Regions from separate parts of the Mus musculus genome. Here region 2 is linked to region 1. A link is a contact called in public promoter capture Hi-C data. All regions are on one chromosome and are shown on one strand. The core of a region is the stretch at or near the end of the contact, and the rest is flanking DNA. Distances in the headings are between cores, read along the strand shown. Region 1 has its middle 120 kb from the start of Gm31894. Region 2 holds the start of Slc35b4 (solute carrier family 35, member B4).

Evidence for each region. Promoter capture Hi-C pulls out the DNA fragments that hold promoters and counts their contacts.
Region 2: a promoter capture Hi-C map of embryonic stem cells shows a contact between it and region 1, with 4 times the contacts expected there. The contact joins the promoter of Slc35b4 here to the enhancer-like site in region 1. A contact is called at or near these places in 2 of 39 promoter capture datasets (embryonic stem cells and hippocampal neurons), 1 of 484 Hi-C or Micro-C datasets (embryonic stem cells) and 3 of 115 datasets of contacts at active chromatin or transcription factors (astrocytes and embryonic stem cells).

The regions. Positions count from the first base shown.
Region 1 is chr6:31,897,846-31,904,341 of GRCm38.p6, forward strand. No RefSeq gene overlaps it. Among named protein-coding and RNA genes, the nearest start is that of Gm31894, 120 kb to the right of the region's middle. Within about 2 kb of position 4,181, at least 5 of the 459 cell types and tissues checked have an H3K27ac peak or open chromatin away from gene starts, as enhancers often do. A contact at or near this core is called in embryonic stem cells, where this site is marked.
Region 2 is chr6:34,174,259-34,180,754 of GRCm38.p6, forward strand. It overlaps Slc35b4 (solute carrier family 35, member B4), which reads right to left and starts at 2,796. Exons shown (of 10, transcript NM_021435.3): 1 at 2,520-2,796. The coding sequence starts at 2,596. It overlaps Gm13855 (a long non-coding RNA gene), which reads left to right and starts at 2,790. Exons shown (of 3, transcript XR_868963.3): 1 at 2,790-2,964; 2 at 3,947-4,106; 3 at 5,023-5,119.

The sequences.
Region 1 (6,496 bases), core at 2,931-5,430:
GCTGACAGCATCCAGGCCCCTTCCTTCAGGAAAGTTTTGAGACATAGTAAGACTGTGGTCTGAGAACCTGGATTTAGAAAAGTAGGGTGAAAGTAGGGTATGGTGATTCACCCTGGGGTGTGCTGGCTGGCTTGCCTAGCCTACTTGGCAATTTCCAAGTCAGTGAGGAACCTTGTTGCAAAAATCAGGGCGAGGGGTACCTGAGGAATGATTCTAGAGCCTGTCCTTTGGTGTCTGCACACATGCACCCCCTTTCCACCCCCACCCCACCCCAGAAAAGCTATTGGAAGGAAGGTCTGGGTCATAGGTTGTCTATGTCCCTCTGTGTGTATTCTCTTCTCCCCTTTAAAAATCTCCTTCTCTGTTTCTGTGTCTCTGTCCCCCCCCCCCCGCGTGTGTGTGTGTGTGTGTGTGTGTGTGTGTGTGCGCATGTGTATGTGTGTGTGGGCTTATGGTTGGAACATTCACTGTCCACACAGATCTACCCCCACTTTCTCCCTTCCCTATTCCAACAAATAACCCCACATCTTTAGAGTTCTGCAGGTTGCGTCCCCCTCCTCAGTCCCGAAGTGCAGAGGGAGTACATCTGTAGGCACCAATGCAAGGCACATGAATCCAGCGCTCCAGCCAGCTCTGCCAGTTAGCCACTGGCTCCCTGGGGTGGTCCAGTGCACATACAGAGTCTTATTAAAGCAGCCCCTCCAATCATTATCCTAGGAGTCTATTATCCCCTACTCTGGGGAGCAGCATATAAACTCCTCACCTGTCTCCTTTGCTTCCTCAGCCTTTCTCAGAGAGCCTGGTTTCTTCAAGTACCCCAACTCTCCCTGTTCTAAGTTTTTCTCAGACTCAGTTTAGGGGGAGGGAGGAAAGGAGCCTTTGGTTTAGCAAAAGATTTGAAGGTCACCTTCACGGAGCCCCAAACACGATAACAATCTCTTCAATCAACAAGCTGGGCTCCTCTGGAAACTGAAATAGCAACTACGGAGTCAATTGCACCCCCCTCTGCTTTCTTTTCTTCACAGGACACAAAGAAACTCTAGGGGTGAACTTGGAGATCACAGTATCTTTTAACAGCCTGAAAGATGGGAAAAGAAAGTTTCAGTGTCTATCTGCAGCTTGCTAGTATAGAAAAGCTAATTATCTCAGTGCTCCCCGACCACCTTAAATCCAGCCAATTCTTGTCCTTTAGCTGTGACCTTATTTGTCCTATCAATAGCCCAGAGTTTAAGGAGATTCTGGCAATGGCTCACCCCATTTCAGATGGCAGAGACCACAGGCCCAAGGAACAGGGGTGCCAACACAGGGTCGACACAGGCTAGAGTAGACTGAAGAGGAGAGACACATGGACAGTTTGGCAACCTCTGCTGGCTCCGGCTTTACTCCTCCTCTCCTTGGGCTGGGCCCTGAGCTGCTGTGCATTGTCTAGTGCAGCATCCAGTGGGCAGTTGCCAAGGCAGGAACAGATGGAGTGAGGAAAGGAAATGCTTCTACTCTGTGGCATTTGGGGAGAGGAATGAAGGATTTTTCAGGTTGGAGTTAATTAGGGATAATGGAACATGCGTGGGGGCAAATTGTTGATGGAAAGGGAGAATCTGGCAAATGGGGCCTCTCTTTGTCTCTTTCTTCTTCTTCTTCTTCTTCTTCTTCTTCTTCTTCTTCTTCTTCTTCTTCTTCTTCTTCTTCTTCTTCTTCCTCCTCCTCCTCCTCTTCCTCCTCCTCTTCCTCCTCCTCCTCCTCCTCCTTCTCTCTTCTCTCTTCTCTCTTCTTCTTCTTCTCTTCTCTTCTCCTTCTTCTCCTTCTTCCTTCTTCTTCCTTTTCTCCTCCTCCTCCTCCTTATTCTCCTCCTCCTCCTCCTCCTCCTCTTCCCCCTTCTCCTCCCTCCTCCTCCGTTTCTTCAATATGGAGTACCCTAGGAGGACAATGGGCTTGAATCATGCTTATATGAGAGCATGAGAAGGCCGTCCCGCACAGAGTCCGCTCACTACCCCTGAGATGCAAGACTGTAGAGAACAACTGGAGGTGTCCTTAAATCACAGCACAGACAACAACAGGAGAGGATGCTGGCTGTATGGACAAGAGGATGGGCAGAGGCCACAACAGGGCTACTTCATAGTAGGAGGACCATAGACTGTTAGAAAGAGGCTTACAGGTCATCTGCTTCAGGCCCCCAGTATGTAAATGAGAAAAATGAATTCAGAGACATGCCCGATAAACACACATTGCTTTTAAGAAGCTGAATGGAAATGGGATCTAACAGTAGATTAACCAGCAGACAATCTCACGTCTGTGTAGAGACAAAGACAGGTAAAAAGTAAGAGAGGGAGACATGCCATGAGCCACTAACGCAAAACACAGTTGCCTTTATTAATGTCAGACAACTGGGGCTTCAGGATAGGGAAAATTACCACAGACAGTGGTCATTAGGCAATGACCCAAAGCATCAATGAATTAAGAGGACATAAAAAGTTCTTAGTGAGTATACACCTAGGCATACAGCTTTGAAATACACAAATAAAAAGGATAAGTCTGAAAGGGACAATAGAAAGTCTCAAAGCTACAGCCAGAGACTCCTGTCAGTCTGACGTAGACATTTATAGAACAATTAGACAAAAATCTGTAGAAGTCCTGAGTCCTATTACCAAACTTTACCTTATTAATATTTATTAGGCATTTTACCCAATGAATGTTGAATGTATCTTCCTTTTAAATGCCTCTGGGATGTGTACAAAGTCAGACTATATGCTGACACATAAAAATAAGACTAAACAAATCTTAGATTAAACTTACATAAAAAATCATTTTGCCCATGACCAAATTAAATTAGAAACTTTCAAAAGAACCATATCTGAAAAATCCTGAAGTATCCAGGAGTTAATAAAGTATTTTAAAATAAACCATGGGTCAGATAAAGAATCATGAGGTACTAGGATTTATTTTCAGAACAATGAAAAGGAACTGAGTGGTATCAGCAGGAGTGACAGGAGGGCTATTGTTAGCATTAAATACTAATAGAAGAAAAACAGACAGTTTTCAAAGTAATGATACAACTTCCCTTTTAAGAAGCCAGGAAAATAAATGTAATTTAGAAGTGTAAATCATTAGTAATGATTATTAATATTGCCTTCTTAATATTTGTGATTAGGCTAAAGCTGTGCTAGCCTTGGCAAGAGAAACTTCTTTTTACAGAGTCCTAGCTGGTTCAAGTGCTGAGAGTGAGTGCATGTTGAGTGTTCAGGCCTACACGGATATCTCTAGCACTTCCTCTAAGGCTGAGAGAACACTGCAGAAGATGGGGTGGAAAGACTGCAAGAGCTGACAGCAGGGGGGCTGATGGCAGGGGGAGCTTGGTCTGCTGGATGAGATGGCCTTTGCAATCATGAAGATGTGGCGGCGTGGCTAAGACCCCACCTAAAATGGCATAAAAGGAAAGGGGGGCAAGTGGGGAAGATGCAAGGGGTCAGAGGAATGTGGATGTGAGAAGGTCAAGTGTGGTGAATGTGATTGTGACACATTGTATCTAGACAAAAAACTGTTAAAAAGTTAACTTTCAAAAGAGGACACATTATGACCAAAGGAAAGGAAAGGAAGAACCCAGTACTAAGTTAAGAGCAGAAATCAGGGAAACCAAAGGAACACATTGTCAACAAAGGCAAAGATGAACCAACCCAGTGAGCGTCTAGGCTGACTGACCGAATTCAACAGATACACAAGACAGATTGTCAGCAGCACTTACCAAAGATCGCATAGAGCAGAGCAGCTGTGCGATGGGAAAGTTTATTTGATGGCAGTCAATCCGAGAGTTTTAATGAAATGGACCAAGTCCTGGAAAGACACAAAAGGCCCAAGGGTGGTGAAGAAGAAACCAGGAACCTGAGAATGCTCTAATTAAGTAAGGAGGTGGATTTGTGGGTAGAAATATATTTTTCCAGAAAAATAGAACTCAACAGCAGCAGCAACAACAACAACACAAAAAAACCCAATGACCAACTAACGAAATAAAAACCCAAACCCAAATCTGGAGATCCAGTTTGTTGGTATTCTGTTTGGACTCTACCCCCACAGTTAACTGGCAACAGCCAGGTATGCTCCTCCCTAAAGTTACCTTGCCAGGAAATTGTGGAGGTGGAGTCCAGACAGAATACCAGCATAGTTAATGAATTCTTTCAAACATTAAGCAAACAAAGAGAAATTAACATAGAGCCTTCCAGGAAGAGGAGAAAATGCTCAACACATCTTACGGGGGAGGGAAACTACTCTGATTCTCAAAGTGTTAATGACCTCTAGTGGATTGAGAACTACAGAGAAAACATTGTCAGCTTCTGGAAGATGTAGGATCCAGGATGCTGAACTTCTCATGAAAAGATCAACACTCTGTCTCCCCTCGGTATTGGCACAACTCTGAGGATGCAGGGGAACAGATGTGCAGAATCTTCTACTCCCAAGGCTTTCTTTTCTGTCTTATAAATCTTCAAGCTCCCTTCACCTGGTCACACGATCTCTACTTCAGAAGAGACCACTGTCCTTCATTGTTCTGACTGAAAGACACTTTACTTCCACAGAGCTGGGATCCTCTTTTTAAAAATTTTTTTCTCAGTCCTGATCTTACAGTATCCAACCACATACTGCAAGAAAAGAAACCTGGTCCATTCGGCATGAATGCAGACATGTCACCAATAAAATATTATTAAATGCAAGTCCTCTAATACTATTTGTGAAAACTGTCATGTGTCATGGGACTCAGCAACTGGCAAAGTAAGCCCCAGGAATGCTTGGTCAGAAAAAGTGGAAAAATCATCTCAGTTAATGGAGGAAACTCTGAAATACTTATGTAAATTAAAAAAAATGCTACTAAAGTCTGCAAAACAAAGGGACAGAGAGATGGTTTGGGGATTAAGCACACTTGTTCTTCCAGAGGGCCTGAGTCTAGTTCTCAGAACCCACATCACAGATGCAACTACATTTAAGTCCAGTACCAGGAGACTCAGCACCACAGATACAGGGCACAGACACACAGCTATACAAATAAAAGAAGTAAAAATGCATTCTTAAATAAATTAATTAAATTAAAACTATAAGTTAATACTAAAAGAAATCAAGGAATACGTAAGTTAATAGAGAGGTGTACTACGTCCATGGATTAAAATTTATAAAAAATAATAATATGATGCATATGGGCAAAGGATCTCAATAGATACTGTACTGAAGAACAAGTGTCTACAGCCAGCATATCAATAAGATGATCAATGTCAGCAATCGTTAGGAAAATCCACAAATTATCCTTAGAAGCCTGTTTGTTTTCTAGTGAGAAACATAAGGGCATAGACCCAGATGGGAGGAGGAGAGGTACTGGGAGGAGAAGAGGAAGGGGAAGCCATAATCAGGATATATTATTTGAGAAAAAAAGCTATTTTCAATGTAAGGGGAAAAAATCAACAAGAAAACAAATGGTTAAAAATGCAAGACCAGATACATCGTGACAGGATAGTTCACTCAAGATGAATTAACCTCCTTCATGACTAACTCAACTCATGGTTGGGTCTCCCTCAAAAACCAACGTTCAGCGGAAGCTGAGAGCCTGGACAGGATGATCAGAGCTTAATTTATTGCCATAAAGAAATGGGTGTCAGCTATTACTCAAGAAGGAGAAATTAGAGATTTGTGTTAGAACAGCGGCACAAAATAATGGGAATACGTGCATAATTAAAAAAATAAATCCGAATTAAAACTTCAGTGAGCTACTTCTATCACTACCACTGCAAGTTAAAAGTGTAGATGAAGACATGAAACAACAGAAAATCCCTTCCCTTGCTGCTGAGAATACCAGTGGTGCAGTCACTCTGGAAGGAACCTTAGTTGTTTCTTTAAAATTGAAGCATGCTTTTGTTTTACCCCAAGACCACACCAAGGATTTTGTCCAAGAAAAGGCATGGAGACGTGCTTACACGTTCTTAATGATTTTATTCTTTCTGGCTCCAAATTAAAAACAATCCAGATATCCATTTGACAGATAACAAAGAAACTGTGGCAAATAACTGAATACTATCCAGCAGTGAAAAAGAACTGAACTGTAGGTAACAATGTTAACAATCCAACATACTTCTCCCTACGGAAAGAAACCAAGGACAAAAGGCTGTGGGTTCAGTCATTCATTTAAGTGACTTTATTCAAAAGCTAAAACCTTAGAGACAAAAACCACGTGGAGCAATCTCAGGGAGGGAAAAGAAGGTGACTAACTCTAAAGAGGCACCAAGAAACTTTTTTGTGGTCCCACGAGTGTTCTGGAAGGAGCTGTGGTCATCAGAACACTGTCAACACAGTACTATCCTATAATGGGATTGTGTTGGGTACATTTTTCAAAACTCACAGAGTCAGGCCTGCAGTTCTGTGGCTTTTATATTGTAAATTGCATATCCTGGAAGCTGACTGAAGCACTGTGCCCTCTACCTGATTTACAGGCAGAGGGTTGGATAGGGTGGGTCCTCCTGCCTTAGTC
Region 2 (6,496 bases), core at 1,546-4,045, 2.3 Mb after region 1:
TTCTCTTAAGCTTTATTTAAGACTTATAATCATTAATTGCAGACACCTTCTCTTACTTAGGACTTTCTTTGGCAAAAATTCAAATTTCAATTAAAAAAAAAAAACAAACAAACAACCCAGCAACTTTGAAAGGAATGACTTGGGCAGACGTTTTCACCTCCTTTCTTTCCTGGATATAAAACTTTCTTATTGAATTCACCATCATGTCTTAAAGGGAAAAATAAAATCTTTCAGATTGTTATCCTGATGTTAAGACACACAATACCTTACCTGCTTCATTAGCTCTCTATGTGTATGTGTGTGTGTGTGTGTGTGTGTGTGTGTGTGTATAGCATATACACATATGTATCATGCTTTCAAGGTTGACCATAAGCTCCTTAAGAAGGGAATCAAGACCTCACTCACTACTGTGTAGCTGCTTACGCAGTGCACAAGGTTTGCACCTTATCACTGGCACCAATTCTAGGTCTACAAAGGTCAGCAAGAAGAAACTGAATCTGTTTTTCAACTGGGGGGGAAATGGCTCAACACTCCCTTCTTTCAACAAGTCTTTGCAGCCTTTGTATTTAGAGTTAACACCTGAGTGTTCCAAGGAAGCCATTTAAAAAGCACAGCTTCTGCTTTTCTGAGAAGTTTCTACGGTGATTTCTCAAGATTAAAGCCACAAATCTCAAGATCATATCTAGAAGGAACTTTAAAGGCTATCTGGACGAATCGGGTCGGCTTTCACGGCTCGACAGTGTGAAGAGTTTACTTAAGCAAATCAGGCATACGTTGTTATCAGTCTAATGTACTATACATTGCATTAATAAGCCCACTTCCTTACGTCTTAAGGAAAACCCTCAGTTGTATGCAAAAATGCAGATTTATATATATGTAAAGTTAAATAAGGAATTTGGATTCATTTACAAATTGATCCTAATAAAATTCTAAATAAAAGTTCCTATAAAGAATGAAAAGACTTTATAAAGAGAAAGGAATCCATTTCTGGATACACACAGAACTTTTCTGGACCCTCACAAAAACAACGTACGCCTGCACTGAGACAAATTGTAAGGGAGAAGGCTAGGGAAGTCACCAACGTGAGGTAGGCATTTCTCATTCACCTTCAAAATCCATGGGGATGAAGCTGTTATCACCCACCCCTCTGATGGTTGAGAAAAGTGTTTTAGCCAAGAGCTCACAAGCTAGAACACACAGGTTTCACATAATTTAGTGGCATATTCAATGCAATTATCTGACTTTGTTTCTATAGCTAGCCTGAATATATATCACTTTCTTATTTAAAAATATATTAAATAGATTGAATTCCAAAGTTTTCTGCCTTTGAAGTGTATCCAGAAACTTCTTTTTCATTTTCATCTTCCTGTCCACTCCCAAGACAATCGATCTTCATCAACACTCTGCATAATAAAACGGTAAGCTCTCTAAAAGCAAACTATAACACATACAGACTTGATCATAAATAAACTGCTTACTTCTGAAGGATTCAAACCAACAGTATCAAACAGGATAAATTTCCAACAGACATCACACCATGTTCAAAACTCAAGTTCAAAAATGGAAGGCATCTGGAAATGTTACTGGGCTAGGAGCTTAGACAGATACAGTCCAGCCCATTTTTGCTCTGCCACTTCCAAATAGTGAAAAGATGCCCAACTTTGCATCTGTTTCACTTTCAACAAAACAATGTAACTCTTGGTCACAGGGTTGCCCTAAGCAGTATATAGATAGAAACCTGTAGCTAGTGACTCTGAACTGAGTATTGAACTGTCTGAAAAAGGAGACCGAAGCTCCAAACCTTAAATAACTAACTGGAGCTGTTTAGTCCTAATCGTTTTCCAGTTCATCTCCTGTCTCTTTTCTAACTTCTGCCTACTGAACTTTGCACATAGTTACCCAACGTTATTTGCAAGACACCACACCACAAAGCCAATCCTGTTCCCAATCTACACTTCAAAGAGCACGCTTCTCAACGAAAGACTGTGATGTGCGAAATGCCCAGGGACCATGGTGACAGCTCAGTTGTTATCTGCACCACATCACTCACATATGAGTCTAAGCCAAGTGCTCACAACCATCTATCTCTACGACCAACAAAAACAAATGTTTCGCAAAACATGTCAACACACACACACACACACACACACACACACACACACACACAAAACTTTCTGTGAGAAAAGTTTTGCTCCAGACAGACACGTGTCATTCATTCACTGGTCAGCGAAAGGTGCTAGAGTTGGATGAGTAGTAGTTGGAGAGGGTGCTCCTAGAGACCTAGGATCGGTCACGTGAGAAAGTCTCCAGGCTTCAAACTCCCCAAAGTGTGGCTTGGAGATGCCGACAGCAGCACTCTGGATGTTCCTGTCACCTGGATGCTAACGAATGGAGGAGTGCCAGGGCTGCAGAGTAGCTGACTGCGTGGGTATCCCGTGCAGCGCACTAGGGAGGCGGCCAGGGCTAGCAACCCCGGACCAGCTTCGAGAACCCGGGCGCGGCCCGAGAGGGTCACTCACCGGGCCAGCAGCTCTAGGAAGATCACATTACTGCAGCAGCCTGCGAACACCAGGCCCACCGCGAAGGCCGGGCGCATGGCCGGTGCGGGGCACGGGGAGCCAGCGCGCAGAAAAAGCGCCCTTTCAGTTCGCTACCCTAGAAAATCCGCGCGCAACATCACCACCGCCAGCGGTTCCCTCCCTGAGGGCCGTCTTGATCAACTCTTCCTCCGCAGCTGCCACCGACGCGGCCAGACCAGGAGCTGTAGTTCTCAGTCATACCCGGTCCCATTCATTTGAGGGGGCGTCCTAGGGCTAACCAAACTACATGTCCCAGCAGACCGCGCGCCTTTACGGCAGGCGTGAAAAAAACAGGCAAGTTTCCCCCGAAGGCTCGCGTGAGTCGGTGTCGCACTGCCTTCTGGGAAATGAAGTCCCAATGCTGTTCGTGTTCAGTACCATAAAGGTTGGAATGGGATTCAACGAAATAGCTTGTGTGCTCCCTGTAACTGACTTCTCATTAGAGTATTCTAGCATCTGTAACAACTCACCTGCAACTGAGAGAATGTAGAAATTCCTGTAACATCTAAACCGAATTCTAGGACAACAGCGAACCTAAAAGTTTTGAGATTGAGCCTTGGCTTAAACTGCCTGTTTAGAGCATTGGCTTAGTACTCCACTCTCATCACAGGGGAAGATAGGCCTGTCTTACTAATAGTTGTTGTAGAATAGACTAATACAGTAAATGTATTGCTTTATGTCGTGATTTTTGTAGAGACACTGAACACATGTCTTGTGCTGGCATTTTGCCAGCTTAAGGTGCTCATTAAATATTGAATTTAACTGATAAAAGGCATTCTTTTTGCCATAGTTCTTGTTTCTAGTCTCCTTTGAAAGACAGACATTCCCAATTTCAGAATGCACTAGAGCTTATTGAAAATTCAAAGTTCAGGACCACAAATAAAAATTGTGCTCAGTAACCATCATTTAGAGCATGCAGGCGCCAGGATTCTGATGAGATCTCTGGGTCACAAGTTGGGGAAGCCACTGGCAAGTTAGTTGTGAATCTTGAGGAAAACTTCGGAGTGTTTATGTTTATCCCCTAAATTGCCTCCCATCATGTGGTGTCACTGCTGATGCAATCACACGTATGAAGGGGCACAGTTCTGAGCAGTAGCACTAGTCTTACATAATAGGAAGAAATAGGGCTGTTAATTCATCGCATCTATGAAAAACTGGTCTTGCTAGGTGTACAAACACAGAACACAAAGGCACTGGCCTATGTACATAGTTGATGGTCACCATGCAGTCTTTCTTGCTATTGCTGTTGAATCGGAGTGAACACCAAGAGGCTCAGTAACTGATGCCACAAGACTTCAGCTGAAGGGTAAAAGGCACGTGCTTCCTTTCAACACTTAAATGCTGACGTGAGCATTGTATGTGCGCAGCATATGTCTTTCAGGTGCGCTCAGAGGCCAGACAAAGGCATCCGATCTAGAGCTGGAGTTTCAGAGGTTGTAAGCCATTCCCTGAGTGCTCCAAGTTGAACCTGGGTTCTCTGCCAGAGCAGCCAGTGCTCTCAACCACAAAAGCATCTCTCCCATCCAGGTATGGCCAGTTTTGACTGGAGTGCTTGAACGTTGGCATTCTCAGAGTTTCCCCGGGTGATTTCTGTAGCTGAAGCTGAGAGCTGTTGAGGAAGGGGAAGTACTTAGAGGGACGGAGTCAGTGACATCAGTAGGTCATCTTTAAAGTGTCACCTCAGCCTGATTAAACTGAAATCCATAGGGAATGGAACCCAGGATCATCTGTCATTGAAACTCCAAGGCTGGGAAGCCTCACTTTGACTTAGTTCAGTTCTCAAGCCTGGCTACATGATAGAGCCACATGAGAGACTTTAACAATTTGCTGAACCACGAAACTAAGCCCAAAAATATCAGAGCCACTGCCAACCAAATAAGGAAGACACCTAAGTTTGATGTCTAAGCGGTGACATCTGTAGATGCTTCTGGCTAGAGAAAAGCTGAGCCTTAGCTCTGATTGGACTGGAGATTATTTCACGGCACACAAAGCTTCACTTCTCATCTACCGCTCCCATGCACACACCAAACTTGGAAGTACTTGAAGGGCGTTCTAATCATCTCTTCCTGAGTCTCAGATAAAAATCAAAACAGACTTAAGTAAATGAACGAAGAAGGAGTCTGAGTGTCTGCATATGCTCTGGATCTTCCTCCGTATTTCTGTCTTAACCTATCCCAGTTTTTAGTAAGAATATATTTACTATACATATCGATGACCTGGGCTCTTGTTCAAATGCTGACTCTGGGTTCTTCTACAAACTAAACACAGGTTAAACATTTCTAACAAGCTTTGAGTTCGTGCCAGGTCTCCTGGTCTGTGGGCCACACTCTAGTGAGTAGAAGACTATTCATTAACTCACTCTAGAAACTGCTCTATTCCTGCCCTCACTGGTTCAGAGAATTCAGGCCAACAAAACTATCTGTGAATTCCTTCTTCTCCTTAGCCTGCAAGCATGCTAAAGACCCAACCAGACCGAACCAGCTAACCAACCAGCCAACCAGCCAACCAGCCAACCAGCCAACCAGCCAACCAGCCAACCAGCCAACCAACCAGCAAAAAGCCCCACCAAAGCAAAAGAAAGAAAGAAGTAAGGAAAGTTTATTTTTCTTTTTCTTCATTTTAATGACAAATGTCTTCAAGTAGTAATGAATATTCTTAGTCTACTTTAAAATGCCTTTAATATATTTTTTAGAATTTCATACATGCATACAATTATTCAATCATACTTACCCCTCCCTCCTTCCTTAACTCTTCATGTATCCTGCACCTTAAAAGATTATTTTTCCGCCAGAGAAATGAGCAAATTCAAGCCCAATTAAAATATATATAAATACAGGCTTATTGGGAAACTGCTCTCGGGAGGCCAAGTACACTGGGCCCCAAAGTAGGAGGCTAGGGAAGTTGCCATGGGAAGGGAGAGAAAGGGGAAGGGGGAGAGAAAAAGAGAAAGTATGCTGGTAGAGAGAAGGAAAGAGGGAGGGGGAAAAGCTGAGACCAATGGATAATGAATAGAAAAACCTCCTAGGGAAGGACAGCCCAGCCCCTGGGCTGGAAAGTCCAGGGTTGGGGATGGGATATGCCCGGTAGGGACTGGGGGATGCTGGGAAAACCTGGAGGCCAGGTCTGCTTTGCTGTGTTAAATATGTACCTCCACCCCTTGTCCAGAGCATGAAACTCAGCACACTTGTCCCCCTTCCAACTTTGTATACTCTTATATGAAACCCATTGAAACACATTGATGCGATGCAGTCTACATATGAATGGTCAGGGGCCACCCACTAGGCATGATCAACATACCAGGGACAACACACCCAAGAAAAACTGACTACCCCTCTCCCAGCAGCCATCAACAGATGGTAACGCCTCAGCTAGAGGTGAAGGCTCTTGTGCCCCTAATCCACCAATGCTGGACTGTTGACTGGCTTCATCCTGTGCAGTTTTTGCAGGGAACCACAGCTGCTTTGAGTTCCGGAGAGCAATAATTCTGTCAAGTATAGAGGACACTGTTTCTCCTCAGACCTCCCCAATCTTTCTGTCACTTCTTCCACAATGTTCCCTGAGCTTTGTAGGTGGGGGGTGTGATATAAATGTCCCATTCTTGGCTGAGAACTCCACAGGCTTTCAGAAGTTTGACCAGTTTTGAGTGTTTAGCCACTGTCTCTTAGTCTGCTTTGTAAACCCTTCAATTAGCTTCTTAAATGCCTCAGATCAAAACCAGATTAAGGAAAGTAGTCTCAAGAGAGCCCTAATGACTTTATCAAGCATTTCCATCACCAGCTCATCTGACTTGGTCTCTCAGCTGCTTCTGACTTCATCTTGCTCCTGTTTCTAAGGCCAAGGCTATCAATTTCACTTTTAGTTCCTCAGATGAAGGGATGAGAGGAGAGCTGTACCTAACCTGTGCACATACATGGACT